Linked DNA regions of Mus musculus: all the other regions are linked to region 1. The links are chromatin contacts, called in public HiChIP or PLAC-seq maps. All regions are on one chromosome and are shown on one strand. Each heading gives the region's core, a stretch centred on a gene start, on an enhancer-like site or on the middle of the called end of the contact. The rest is flanking DNA. Distances are from core to core; before and after follow the strand shown.

Evidence for each region. HiChIP or PLAC-seq counts read pairs in DNA pulled down with a chosen protein or histone mark.
Region 2: a contact with region 1 is called in an H3K27ac HiChIP or PLAC-seq map of microglia, with 4 times the contacts expected there. The contact joins the enhancer-like site here to the promoter of Disc1 in region 1. A contact is called at or near these places in 1 of 484 Hi-C or Micro-C datasets (the N1E-115 cell line) and 7 of 115 datasets of contacts at active chromatin or transcription factors (bone marrow-derived macrophages, embryonic basal ganglia, embryonic forebrain and 4 more).
Region 3: a contact with region 1 is called in an H3K4me3 HiChIP or PLAC-seq map of embryonic basal ganglia, with 10 times the contacts expected there. The contact joins the promoter of A730098A19Rik here to the promoter of Disc1 in region 1. A contact is called at or near these places in 4 of 39 promoter capture datasets (the 3T3-L1 cell line, embryonic stem cells and hippocampal neurons), 1 of 15 datasets of contacts at CTCF or cohesin (large pre-B cells), 1 of 484 Hi-C or Micro-C datasets (differentiating embryonic stem cells), 12 of 115 datasets of contacts at active chromatin or transcription factors (bone marrow-derived macrophages, craniofacial prominence, embryonic basal ganglia and 8 more) and 1 of 9 other capture datasets (liver).

What each region holds. Positions count from the first base shown.
Region 1 is chr8:125,052,835-125,057,031 of GRCm38.p6, forward strand. Disc1 (disrupted in schizophrenia 1) reads left to right here and starts at 1,361. Exons shown (of 13, transcript NM_174854.2): 1 at 1,361-1,450. The coding sequence starts at 1,396.
Region 2 is chr8:125,616,973-125,621,537 of GRCm38.p6, forward strand. No RefSeq gene overlaps it. Among named protein-coding and RNA genes, the nearest start is that of 4930567H12Rik, 35 kb to the left of the region's middle. Within about 2 kb of position 2,724, at least 149 of the 459 cell types and tissues checked have an H3K27ac peak or open chromatin away from gene starts, as enhancers often do. A contact at or near this core is called in the N1E-115 cell line, bone marrow-derived macrophages, embryonic stem cells and 1 more, where this site is marked.
Region 3 is chr8:125,895,190-125,899,807 of GRCm38.p6, forward strand. A730098A19Rik (RIKEN cDNA A730098A19 gene) reads left to right here and starts at 2,725. Exons shown (of 2, transcript NR_155422.1): 1 at 2,725-3,265. Pcnx2 (pecanex homolog 2) reads right to left here and starts at 3,128. Exons shown (of 34, transcript NM_175561.4): 1 at 2,740-3,128. The coding sequence starts at 2,892.

The sequences.
Region 1 (4,197 bases), core at 111-2,610:
CCTCGGGAGTGAGTCAGGTAGACCTGAGAGTGTTTATGGCAGGCTGGCCAATTCAACTGTATTTACTACGGAGTGCCTCCTGAGGAGGAGAGGCGTTCCATTCGTTTTAGCTGACCACTTCAGATCGATCGCAGGCCATCACTGAGGGGAGTCAAGGCAGGAACCTAAGGCAGGCCTGCTTGCTATAGCACACAGCATTAACCTCCAATGGAGAGCTCACTTCACTGCCAATCAGGTATAGCAGGAACCACAGAGGACGCTGTTTGCCAGCTGGCTCGTAGATGGGCTTCAGCTCACTTAGCTTTCTTGGATAGTTCGAAACCTAGGTAATGGTGCCGCCCACAGTGGGCTGGGCCTTCGAAGGCCAGTTAACTGTCCAGACCTTTCTTACAGACGCGATACGGGCCAATCTGATCTAGGTAATCATGGACTAAAGCTCTCTGCTCACAGGACCCTAGGCTATGTCACACTGACAGGTAAAGCAAACTAGGATACCAACACAGTGCCTTTTTCAACCCTGTTACCCTACCCACTGCACTAAATCCTGACTCTGCTCATGTCTTTATCAACTTCAGCCGCATCCGCCCGTGCTTACCCGAAGGTTCCTGGTAAGAGGCAACTGCTCTGGCCCACCTTTCCAGCACCTGGTCTTTTTTCTAGGGCCACAGGCTCCTCCCTTCCAGCACGCACTCTCCCAGGCTTCTTCCCACTGCCCCATGCTCCACCCACAGTCAGGTCTCCGGCTGACTCCATGCAGTTCAGTTTTGTAGGTTTATTTTTGCCTCGGGGTCCAGAGGCGAGGTTATGACGGGCCTAACCCCTGACTGGCACTTCCTGTACCCACTGTCCTGTAGCAGGTGCTTTGCTGAAGCAGCCAAAGGGAAGGGATGGGGGAGGTGAGCCAGCTGCCAGGAGCTTGGCACAAGCCAAGGCTTGTGCCGTGCTCCTGGCCAGCCCCGTGCTGCCAGAGATTCGATTCTCAAGTCATTTTTAACAGCTGCTCCCACCCCCCCCGACCTGTCATCTGTCACTTTCCTTCGGCTTCACCGCGACTTGGTAGGAAGAAGTCCCTCTCTTGACCACCCCGCCTTTTACTCCCAGGGTCTGGGAAGCGCCCAGTCTTTCGGTCCCTGGCCACACTGCCCCATCACACTTCCCCTCCTTGGTTTCCTCCAAGTGAAAAGCAAAACTTTCTGCGCTGCGGTCTGGGAGCCGCGAGGGGCGGCGCGCGCGCGCTAGCGAGGGGCCGAGGCTGGAGAGGAAGCGGCGGTCCTGGGCAGGAGGAAGAAGCCAGCCCTCGGCTCGGCCCCCTGCCCGTTTCCCGCCGCCTCCGCGGCCGCCGCTACCACCATCACCACCACAGTCACCGCCGTCCGGGGCGCAGCCGGCCGCACGATGCAGGGCGGGGGTCCCCGGGGCGCTCCGATCCACAGTCCGAGCCACGGCGCAGGTAGGGCCCGGGGTTCTGGAGGAGGGCGAACGAGGCCTGCCGAGATCCGGGCGCACCCTGATGCAGGGGAGGGAAATCGAGGCAGTGAGCGGGGAGTGCAGGGTGCGGGCGGTCGTGTCCCCAGCTCCCACTGCAGCTCCCGTCCAAGCGCGTCCCCGTCCCGAGAGTCCGGCCGCCCTGAGGCGCAGTCGGCGAAGGGCGCGCCCGCACTCCTTCCTTGCGAGGTCCCGGTGGCCGCGAAGGTTTCCGCAGCGCCCAAGTGCAGCTCGATCCCAGGACTCCCTCGGGTGGCCGGCGCAGACGCTGCGGGGACGCGGGGCGAGGTTGAGAGAGGTGTGGGAACTGCAGCCCGCACCTCCCGTGGGGCTGCTCGCCGCCCACTTCCGAGTGTGGACTGTGACGCGCAGGGCAGCGCAGGCTGAGGGGACCCGCTCCATTTCCTCTGTCAGCTTGGGCCACGTACCAACCCCGGTGATGACATCGAGTTAAGTGGGTGGCCGCTTTTCAACCTCAGCAACTCACTGTCAGAAACCCCAAGAAAAGAACGTGATGGCACACGCCTCTTTTCCTAGCACTCGAGAGACAGGAAGACTGTGGAGACTTTCTAATACAATCTGGGCTACAATAGTGAGACTCTATCTCAAAAACCAAAATCAAATCAGAACAATGAAAAATAAAACAAGCACGGAGATCTGCTCCAGACTGGGCTTTGCAGTTTGGGCGTGTGCTGTGCCAAGGAGAGAAGGCAAAGGACTTAGGAGCTTCTTTTGGCTCTTGGAGCCTCAGTTTACCCATCTGTGAAAGGAGCACTAATCACTAGCTTCCCTACCTCCTTAACTGGCTTCTATGAAGACATTTTTGCAATTGGGAGTTGGAAAATACAGGGTTGGTAGGTGGGTGTAGGGTAAGAGTCTTCTGCACCCGCATCCTGGACTCGGGAATGCCTTAGTTTTTCAATTTGTAAAATGGAGCTGATTTTCCTGCCTACGTGGTAGATTTTAAAAGGGGTTTAATGTGGTAGGAGGACATGAAACCCCTGGCCAAATCTCTGCGATACAAAGCAAATTCTCAAAAATCTCTTAGTTGCCCAGGCTAGCCTTAAATCTGCTGCCTAGCCCAGGCTGGCCTCCAATTTGCTAGCCTTTGCCTCCCAAGTGCTGGGATTACAGGTGTGCTCCACTACGCACGGGTCCTTAAGTATTATTTTGACCATGCAAGACCTAAATAATCGTGGGCAATACAGGAATGCCAGTGTGACATGTTAGTGTCTGAGTTACAGGGTATTTGAAAAGACATTTGGCACCTGACATGGAGACCGTTGAGGTTTAGCCAGGATTCTGCCCACAGCAAATAGAGCCCTGGATGAGAAACCTGCTTTCTGAGCTGTCTCTCCAAGTCTCGGGCTTTCTCTTCTGTTTATAAGAAAGAGAAAGCACCTGGGCTGTAATTATTACCTTAGCCCTGAGAGTGCTGCCCTGGGATGGAGAGCAGAACATCTGGAACTGGGGCAGGTGACAGCCTACAGGCGACAGGTGCCACTTTGCAGAGAGTGCATGGGCCAGGCACTTGGTCCTGCCCTTTGATGAGGTCCCCCTCACACCGGTGAGGGGCTGGTGCTACCATCCTCATCTTCCCTTGGATGTGGCAAGGGTTGGAGTCACCTGCCTGTGGCCCTGGTGGTTAAACAGGGACTGGGGCTCAAAGTCAGATGCAGGTGTCTCCAATTACAGGCTGAAGGGAAGGTGTCAGGTGGAGCCCAGGCTGAGCGTGGACCTTTGCCTGGTCAAAGGTAATACCTGGTCTTCTGTTTCTGCCGTTTATACCTATCTTCATCTATCTATCTATCTATCTATCTATCTATCTATCTATCTATCTATCTATCTATCTATCTATCATCTATCTATCTATCTATCTATCTATCTTCTATCTATCAATCATCTATCTGTATATCTTCTGTCTCTATCATCTATCTTCAGCATCTATCAATCATCTATTACCTATCTATCATTTATCCATCAATCTGTCTGTCTATCTTCTATCAATTATCTACCTACCTATCTATCAATCATCTATCTATCTATCTATCTATGTATCTGTCTATGTATCTATCTATCTATCTATCATCTATCTATCTATCTATCATCTATCTATCATCTATCTATCATCTATCTATCTATCTATCTATCTATCATCTATCTATCTATCATCTACCTACCTATCTATCAATCATCTATCTGTATATCTTCTGTCTCTATCACCTATCTTCAGCATCTATCTATCAATCATTTATTACCTATCTATCATTTATCTATCAATCTGTCTATCTATCTTCTATCAATTATCTACCTACCTATCTATCAATCTATCAATCATCTATCTATCTATTTATCTATCTATCATCTATCCATCAACCTATCTGTCTGTCTATCTATCATCTATCAATTATCTACCTACCTACCTATCTATCAATCATCTATCTATCTATCTATCTATCATCTATCTATCTATCTATCTATCTTCTATCTATCAATCATCTATCTGTATATCTTCTGTCTCTATCATCTATCTTCAGCATCTATCAATCATCTATTACCTATCTATCATTTATCCATCAATCTGTCTGTCTATCTTCTATCAATTATCTACCTACCTATCTATCAATCATCTATCTATCTATCTATCTATGTATCTATCTATGTATCTATCTATCTATCATCTATCTATCTATCTATCTATCATCTATCTAT
Region 2 (4,565 bases), core at 1,474-3,973, 570 kb after region 1:
AGGGGCAGATGCCATTGCTGGAACATGACAAGGATGCCTGCTTTCATCTGTACAATCTGCAGAGCTCACACGCACCCTTCTCTTGCTGCCCTCCTGACAGGGCTGAGGGCTTAGCCAGGCCTCTGTAGTCACCCACAAGAAGCACCCTGCTGCCCCCCACTGCGCCTCCAGAGCAGGTGGCGCCAGTTCCTGCTCCTGTGTGGATTCCATTCATTCCATCATGTCTACAAGAGGGACAGTTTGTCTACCACATCCACACAGGTCAGGGAGTGCTGATAAACTGTTGTGAGGCAAGGGGTGGGAGCTGAATTGCAATAGTGCTTTGCTGTCTACCTGCTCGGGTATGTGTTCACCTTGCTATTTATCTTCCTCACTTTGGCTCACATGTTCAAAACAGAAACTATGGCTACTGTAGAGCCTTCTTGGTTCCAGAGGAAAAGAAGCTGGTTTCCAGATCACCCCTGAGGGCTCAGTCATCAGCCACCAGCAGGGGCCACAGGCTTTAAAACCATGTCACACTGCCCACACCTGGCTGGTTACTTCCTCCTTGAGAGGAGGTTGGGGGCCTGCTCTCTGCTGCTGGCTCTCTTTTCCACAGGAACAGACTTTTAGCTTGGGGTTCCCTGCCCGGCTTATTGCTTTTAGGGAGCTGAGGTGCTGTGTGAGGCTGAGAGGCTGCACAGGGCTGTATCTGAGAGGAGGCCGGTGAAGGAAACTCGCGCCTTGGGGTTCTGTGCTGTGCTCTGGCTGCAATAAAATAACCTAACAAGAACAATGACTTAGAGAAAGTTGTGTGTGTGTGTGTGTGTGTGCTCGTCTGCTCTCATGCTGGTGCACATGCACATGTGTGCACATGTAGGTTAGAGGTTGTCCTCAGACGCCATTTCTTGGGAGCCTCCCACTTTATTTTATAGACAGGGTATCTCACCAGGACCTGGGGATCACCAATGAGACTAGACTAGCTGGCCAGTGAGCCCCAGGATCCACCTATCTGACTCCCCAGCTCTGGGGTGGCAAGGACATGCCACAGTGCTACCTTTTTGCTCGGGTTCTTGAGGCTGAATTCGGCTCTTCAAGCTCAGTAAACACTTTACCAAGTCAGCCATCTATCCCTCAGGGCCCAGGAAGGAAGGACTTCCTGAGCTTCCAGTGTCGCCAAGGGTAAGAATGGTTTTTACAAATCCCTTATGGCTATGGATCTTGTAGTTGGTCCTATGACATCAGAAAGCAGAGACCTCAGACATAAACCCTTGAACCTGGGCGAGCTGTATGCATCTAGCCATTCCCTCACTACTTCCCCCCTCAGCTAGGCCTGTGTCCTAAAGACTGCTCAGCCTTTCCAAGCAAGACCATTAACTGGGGAGCAAGTATTCAGATGTACAAGTCTGTGAGGTTTATTTTACATCTGAACCTGTCACAGATTCTCACCCATTGCTTTCCTGCAAATCCCGTTCAGAAGTCATGGATAACGTGCATCGACATTTAGAGGTCCTGGTTCCTCTCTTTACATAGTTTCTCAGTACTTCCTGTCTTAGGGGTTCTATGGCTATTGTAAACCCCACAATCAAAAGCAACTTAGGGAGGAAAGGGCTTATTTGATCTGATAGCTTGTAGTTGAGGGAAGTCAGGGCAGGAACTCAAAGCAGGAGCCTGGGGACAGGAGCTGAGGCAGAAGTCATGGAAGGGTGCTGCTTACTAGCTTGCTCCCTGAGGCATGCTCAGCCTGCTTTCTTAGCGCATCCAGAACCCAGCCCAGGCATGGCACTGCCCACAGTGAGGTGGTCCCTCTCACATCAATCCACCACAGAAAGAGGAAGGATGTGTGTAGGTCACAGTGGCATCCCACACTTTTGAAAGCGCAGGTGGTCCTCTGACTTATTCGGCTGGTTTATTGGTGGTGGTCTCTCCCTTTCCTAACTCCTTCCCACCCCGCCTCCCAACACACACACACACACACACACACACACACACACAGCGTTCTCTCCGTGCTCAGCCAAGATCCCCTGTGCCTCTGAGATCTGGGATGGTCAACGAAAGAGTTAACATCTATTAAACCAGTCGCCTTAGGAAACTGCTCTGTTTACAGAACAAATGAAACCAGAGCCAATAAATGACTTTGTCGTCCTTGTCCTTGCGTTAGTGTGGGAGCAGAAAGAGAGGCTGAGTCAGAGGCAGGACTTGCGCATGCGCGTGGCGAAGCAAGAGGTCCAGGGCCCGTCTCCCCTATTCATACTCCACCGTGTTTGTTTGTTTGTTTACTTATTTTTGAGGCAGCATCTCTCAGTGAACCTGGAGTGCCCTGATTCAGCTAGGCTGCTTGGTTTGCCAGCCTAAGGAGACTCTCTTTACTGTCTCCCTGGTAGGCAGGATCACAGGTTCCCAACAACACTGTACCTGACCTTTTCTGCAATGCTGGGGATCCAAACTCGGGTTCCCATGGTTGCGGACAAGCATTTTACTGATTGAGCTGCCTCCCCTTAATGGAGTTTTGCTCTGTCCTGCTGTGGCGTCCGAGGGTTTGTTGGGTGGAAACATTTCTCTTGCTCTGTTGAAACCTCCCAAATCGTGATTAGGCAGGTCGTCTCCGGTGTTCAGTAACAGACCTAGATCTGTCAGCCGGGCTGCCAGCCCTCATTTGTAAGCTCTCTGGAAGGAGTACACAATTGTACTCATTTTCTGTCCACTCCCGGGCCAGCTAATGGCTGCTCCTGAGTCACAGCGCATGATTCAGCATTACCTCCTCCTGGGTCTGCAGGAGGAGCTGATGTCTCCTTTTGCAAATGCGCCCCTTCTGGCCCCTGCTGAGCTCATAATCCAATGCATTGCATAAGCAGCTGTGTACAGGGAGCCCTCTTCACTTCCTGGACTCACAGAGCCACCCAGAGACTCACCGGAGTGGCAGGGGCTTCCTGTCTTCCCCTTCATAAGGTTCCCACTTAGATTTCAGCCATAGAACTGGCAAAGTCTCACCTTTCCCCGGCATTGCTGCTGCTTGCTCGCTGTGGCCTCTGTGAGGCTGAAGGCCTAGCCTTGGAGGTTGGGGTGCTGGCTGCTGAGGGCCAGTAGGAATGGCAAGTCAGGAAGGAGCACAGGTCATGGTCTCTGGGTTATGAGTACCTGGCAATCCAAAGGATGTTTCTCACAAAACAAAACACAAACAAAACAGAAATAAACAGCTCCTCAGGGTATACACAAGTCTAACCTGGCCACAGCTAAGTTACCAGGACTGTATCTGTCACAGGTAAGGGACTTTGAATAAAAACATGTCCCTAGAGATGGTCCCTTCAGCCCTGGCAACTGTCACTTGTCACGTGGACTACCACACAGTCTATCTAAAACAGGAGACAGAAATAGAAGAAGTAGGGTCAGAAGGCTAAAGCCAGGATCCAGGTCTGTGCCCAGAAGAGGCAGGTAGCAGGAGAAGGGGACACTGAAAGCCCTGTGCCCCTCGTGCTTGCAGCGTCAGAGCACACACAGCACTGAGCCAATGGAGCGCACATCACAATCCAGCAGGCAGCCAGTGATCTGTGACAGAGACTGCCTAGGAGACCAGCACTGACTTCCTGCTTCTCCTTTATGGGAGGATCTGTCTTGTGTCAGACAACTGACATATGCCCTCCAGGGTTAGCGTGTCTGTGATTGTCCATCTGGCCACAGGTTCAGTCCAGACCAGACAGGCTTGTTGGAGGTGCTTTGAACTACAGTACTATGACTCTGGCTTTCCAGGCAGAAGCCCCATTTTCTCTTCCCACAGGAGATAATGCCATAGACCTTGTGGGTGATGACTGCTACCTCGTGAGTGACCTCTGTGAACCTACACATTCTGCCGCTCACTCTGACCCCACCATTTTCTCTCCTGCTCTAGAAATAATGAAGCAAGGATGCTTTGAATGCTCAGCACTTCCCACAACACTGGCCCTTCTGAGAAACCACTTCTTGACCTTCTGCTGTCTCGTCCTCCTGTCAGCCTTCACCATCATCCGTCTCCTTCCCGGGCCTGACAGCTCCTCATTCTTAGGCTTCCGGCCTCCTGCATGTGGCCGTACTTCCTGCTCTCCCAGCATCCCCATCAGTCGTCCAGAGCCTTAAAGGGTCCTCTGGACTTCAGTAGTCTTTAGAAGTGCTACCAAGTTCTCCTCCAGTTTGGAAGCATGCCCGACAGGCAGGATAGTACCGCAGGCTGCCTTCCGATTCACTTTCATTGTATTCATTATCTGTTACTAGCACACTTAATTCTTGATCTCCAATAGATTTGAGGTAGCTTTCAAAATGAATATAATCCTAGAGAATAGTGTTAGTGGTTGGGTTACTGGTCACTCAAGTGGAAGGGAAGCAAAAAAAAGAGAAGAGTTGGTTGCAAATTCTGACCAGACACACATAAACACACACACACATACACAGACACACACATAAACACAGACACATATACAAACAGCCACACATGCACACACAAACACACAGCCACACACACAAATACAGACACACACACACACACACACACACACACACACACACACACACAGCAAAAGAGTGCAGTTGATCAGACCCACATCAGAGCTTTGCTG
Region 3 (4,618 bases), core at 1,475-3,974, 840 kb after region 1:
TAAGACAATTTTAAATGCTACAAAAGCCAAAAAGGGGCTGAGGACCCTCTGGAGTAAAGGTTAATTAAGGACCTAGAGGCCTTGCAAGCTCCTCTACTGAACCTTGGATCCAGAAAAAGCAAGATGCCCTTCCACCCAGAACATGATGGGGGAATCTGTATAGAAACCAGACATTAGACAAGAGAGTCATTTCAGTCACCATCTTAATGTGAGGATGATATAGTGACTGGCAGCCTTCTCAAGATATACAGTGCTGTCGTGATGCTGGCAGTGACTTGTGGCACATCACTTATTTTGAAATGCTACACCATGCATATATTAATACACAAGAGAGAACACTGAGGTATATGTGTGAAGCCTGTGATGGCGAATCCTGTCAATCGCACAGGATCTAGAGTCACATACAAGGCTAGCCTCTAGGCATGCCTGCAAGGGAGGTTCCAGACTGGGTACTTGAGGCTGGAGACCCCACCCTAAATGTGGATGGCCCCACCCCATGTGCTGGGTCCCAAACTGAATAGAGAGTATTTGGTGAGCTAAGCACAAGCATTCTCCTCTCTCTGCCTCCTGACTGAGTACATAACATGACCAGCGGCCTCACACTTCTGCCTCAAGGTCTCTCCCATCACGAAGGACTGCACCATCCAACTGTGAGCCTAGGGTGTTTTTTGGTGGGTATGTTGCCATAGCAATGAGGATGGTAAGTAATACACATGGTAAAATGCTAAGAATTGGTTTCTCTAGTGAATTTGGTGCAACACCCTTTGTACAAGTCTTGCAACTTTTCTAAATGTTAGACTTTTTTATCTCTCCACACTAACAACTGGAAGCCAGGGATGCTGGTATACACCTGTCATCTCAGCACTTAGGAGGGGGAGGCAGGCGAGTCAGAAGCTCAAGGACAGCCTGGGCTACATGAGATTCTGTCTCAAAACACAAAAACAGTAGCAAACAAAACAAAGCAAAAATGTGGGGATAGAAACTAATTCATACCCTATCTCAAGCTACTTGTTGTGTTTGTCTAAGTGTTTTTTTTAACTCTAGGTTTTTATTAACTATAGGTTAATAAGTCCTATAAGGTCCTAAAATGGTCCCAGACAATTTCTCTCAAAATGTCCTACCACCCTCCCTATTACATGACAATCTCATCTCTCTTTTTTCAGAAGTGGGAAAACACCATGACCATGGGAGTCCTTCCCTGTGCTGGGAGGCCCCCTGACTTCATGGACCATCTGTCGCCTTCTCTTCTTTGAGATCATAACCAGAAGACCGGGTGGCCATACACATGGGCCACTACTGTTCTCTGGAGAGACCTCCACTTAGAAAACTAAGGTCGGGGTAGGTCCAGTGTCAGTCTAATAAACCAGACTGTCCTGAAGAAGACTTCATATGTACTCTCGTTGAGCACCACGGCTGGCACAAACTGGTTCTAATGGCCAGTAAGATAGCTCAGAGAGTAAAGCTGCCTGCCACCAATCCTGATCCAAGGATCCCCCAGAGTGGAACCCCTGCCAAGTTGTCTTCTGATCTCTCTGCATGCTTTCAAGCACACACACACACACACACACACACACACACACACACACACACACACACAGGAGCAAGTATCTTGTTCTACAGCCAAGGAAAGTAAAATGTCAAAGTAAGTCAACTCCTTCCATGGTCCCAGAACTGGGAAAAGCTGGGCCCGGAGTTCAGCTGAGCCAGTCTGTTTCCAGAACCACAGCTCTGAACAGCCTGCCAGTAAAAGAGCCAGGGTCTAGGGGTGCCAAGCCACCAGGCATCTCGAAGGTCAGACTCAGGATCTGTCACCTATGCAAACTCATTGAAGATTTTGTGGAGCAGAACATGACCATGTACTGTTCTAGGGACAAAGTCCTTCACAGACACATCAGAGACGGCTCCTCGCCTCACCGGCAAGTTAACAGCAGGCAGCTTTTTAAGGGTGCCCCATCACGCCTTGCGCTACCTATATGTTTAACTGACCTATGAAGGTCATAGGTAACCATTCAGTAAGCATTCACTATCCCCCATTGTTGGCCATCCCAGAGGAGGAGCTGCCACACTGCTCTGGCATAGGTGTATGACATTTATCCACTCCTGTATATTTTTAATTTTTTTTCAGACTTCTCTACACCATAGTGAAACTGCAGAGTGATTGACAGTGGAATCTACCTTCCTAAAGCAAAACAAGAAGAGAAGAGTAGGAAAAAAGAAAAAACGACTAACAACCGAAATCAGGTCGCCCTGAGAGGGATTCGTACTGCCTTTTTATTGCGACTGCACCTGAGGTGTTATAGCTGGTGTTATAGCTGATATCATCCGAAGTCGTGAGGCTCCATGGTTGGTACCCATAAGCCAGTCTCAACCGTTCAGACAGCAGGGCCTGACTCATCCAGGCAGCCCACATCGATTTTTAATGAGCTCACAATCCCCAAAGTCCTACATACTTCTTTCCGGAGACTCTCCAGTGCCCTGCAGGACTGTTGTCCCAAAACCCCTTGCCTCATTCTTCCGTCCCTACTTCTCAAAGTCACTGATTCCTTCCCATCCTGGGCATCCTCTGTGGCTCCCCCTCCCCTTCTTTCATAACCTTACTTCCTATTTAGTTCTTCCCATCTCCTTCCTTCTCTCCCCCTTCCCTCTCTTCTCCTGTTAATTTTCCTTTCCGCTTCCTGTTTCTCCTCCTTTTCCTTTCCTCCTCCCCCTCCTCCACCCACCCCTAAACTGGGGACTCACCAGGTGCAGAGCCAGTGGCAGCAAGAGCAGGAACAGCCACAGGTAGAGGTGGCAGCTATTGGTGAATTTGCTATGCTCCGGGTCGTGGTACCAGCCCCCTGTGAGAGCGGCCCACACACCCTGCCTGAGCAGCTGCAGCACCTGGGACGCCATGCCCGCAGAGTCCGGCAGAAACCGAGCGTGCCCTGGGGCTCAGCACCCTAAGCTCAGCACCCTGGAGCTCAGTACGTCGGCGCGTGCCGGTGTGCTCCAGGCGCGGTCCCACCCCCGCCGCCACCGCCCAAACCGCGGTAGACGCTGAACAGTACGGACCGGCACAGCGCGGTGCTGGAGCCGGCTGGGGCTGCCAGGCAGGTGCGCGCCATGTCCAAGGGAAGGAGGATTTTCCCATCATGCTCTGCGATGGCTGCTCAAGGATGCTCCGGCGGCTCCGCCCTGCGCCCACACAAGTCTGCGAAGGAGCTCAGTCCCTCCCTCTCCTTGGTGGCTGGAGCTCCACCTGCCTTTTCTCCTGAATCTCCCAAGAGTAAGTTTGCAAGGTGTGAGAACCAAGAATGTTCCCGTGTGAGGACCACAGACAGGAAACTTCTTGGCTTTTGTTTTTGTTTTGTCTCCTGCCCCAAAAGGTTTGTATAATCTGGAGGCCTAGGCTTGCGGTACTCAAAGCGATGTCCTCTGAGCTCCACCTGCGGGGCTTTGATCCCTGTGACCTTGGTTGGCTACAGACTAGAGGCTCTAAAGTTTCATGTGCGACATGGTCTGCTCCCACTGACCTCTTTCCACCCTGACTTTTCTCCTCCACCCCCGATTACCTAATTGGACGCACAGAAATGATAACCGCCGTTCTGAAATAATCGTTGGAGCCTCAGTTAACCACACATTTTTACCTTACATTGTTTTATCTTACTGATAAGGCACGGTCTCACTCTGTAGACTGAATTGGCTTGGAAGGGATTATGTAGCTCGGGCTGGCCTGAAAATTCATGGCAATTCTCTATAGAGTATTGAGATTATGAGCATAAGCAACTACATCCAGCTTTCTTTCTTCTTATATATTTCCTGAACATAATCTGGGATAGCAATCTACCATTTCAACCAGGAGGAGAGGGGGGCGGGGAAGGGCGGGGGAAGAAGGGAGGAGAGAAAAAAAAGAGAAGAACAGATTTTGATTGCGGCGCTAGGTGGCGCTAGATCGCTGCTAGAACAGAGTAAAGCCCATTCTTGATATTGCCAAACCAGCAATGAATCCTAACCCTGATTAATAAGCAGGGATAATCCAATACAGCAGAAAGCTTGTTCACAAAATGAAGGGTCTAATCTTTACTTTAGTTTGTTTGCTCTTCACATGTGTCAGTGTGTGTTCTGTGTACCTTGTGGAGATATTGTTTATTTTTGGTCTTTTTTTCTTTCTTTCTTTTAATTTTCTATATGAGAGTCCCTGAAGCACAGGATAGAAATAATGGAAGGGAGATTTTGAGTTTCAGTTGAATACATTTTGAATAAATAAGAAAATGACTTTAAATATTAAATTAATGTGCCATGATCCCAAACTCTAAATGAGATTTTTAAAACCAAACAAAAGTCAGCTTTAAGTAAATCATAGAACCTTGACTTCTATAGCCATAAAGAACTGATGTACACTGTCTCAAAGAGACAAGAAAAATACAGACAAAGCAGCTAAAGCCAGCTATTCCCAACTCCAGAAATGCAGTAAAGCCCCAGACAAAATGGAAAATCATTTATTTAAAATATATATTAATCAAAGCAACTCTTTGTTGCATGTTTACCAGAGCTGCCTTCTCCATCACAGGCAAGAACCCTGCTCTGGGTTAGGAAAATGTAGAAAGGACCTGTCTTAGTCAGGGTTTCTATTCCTGCA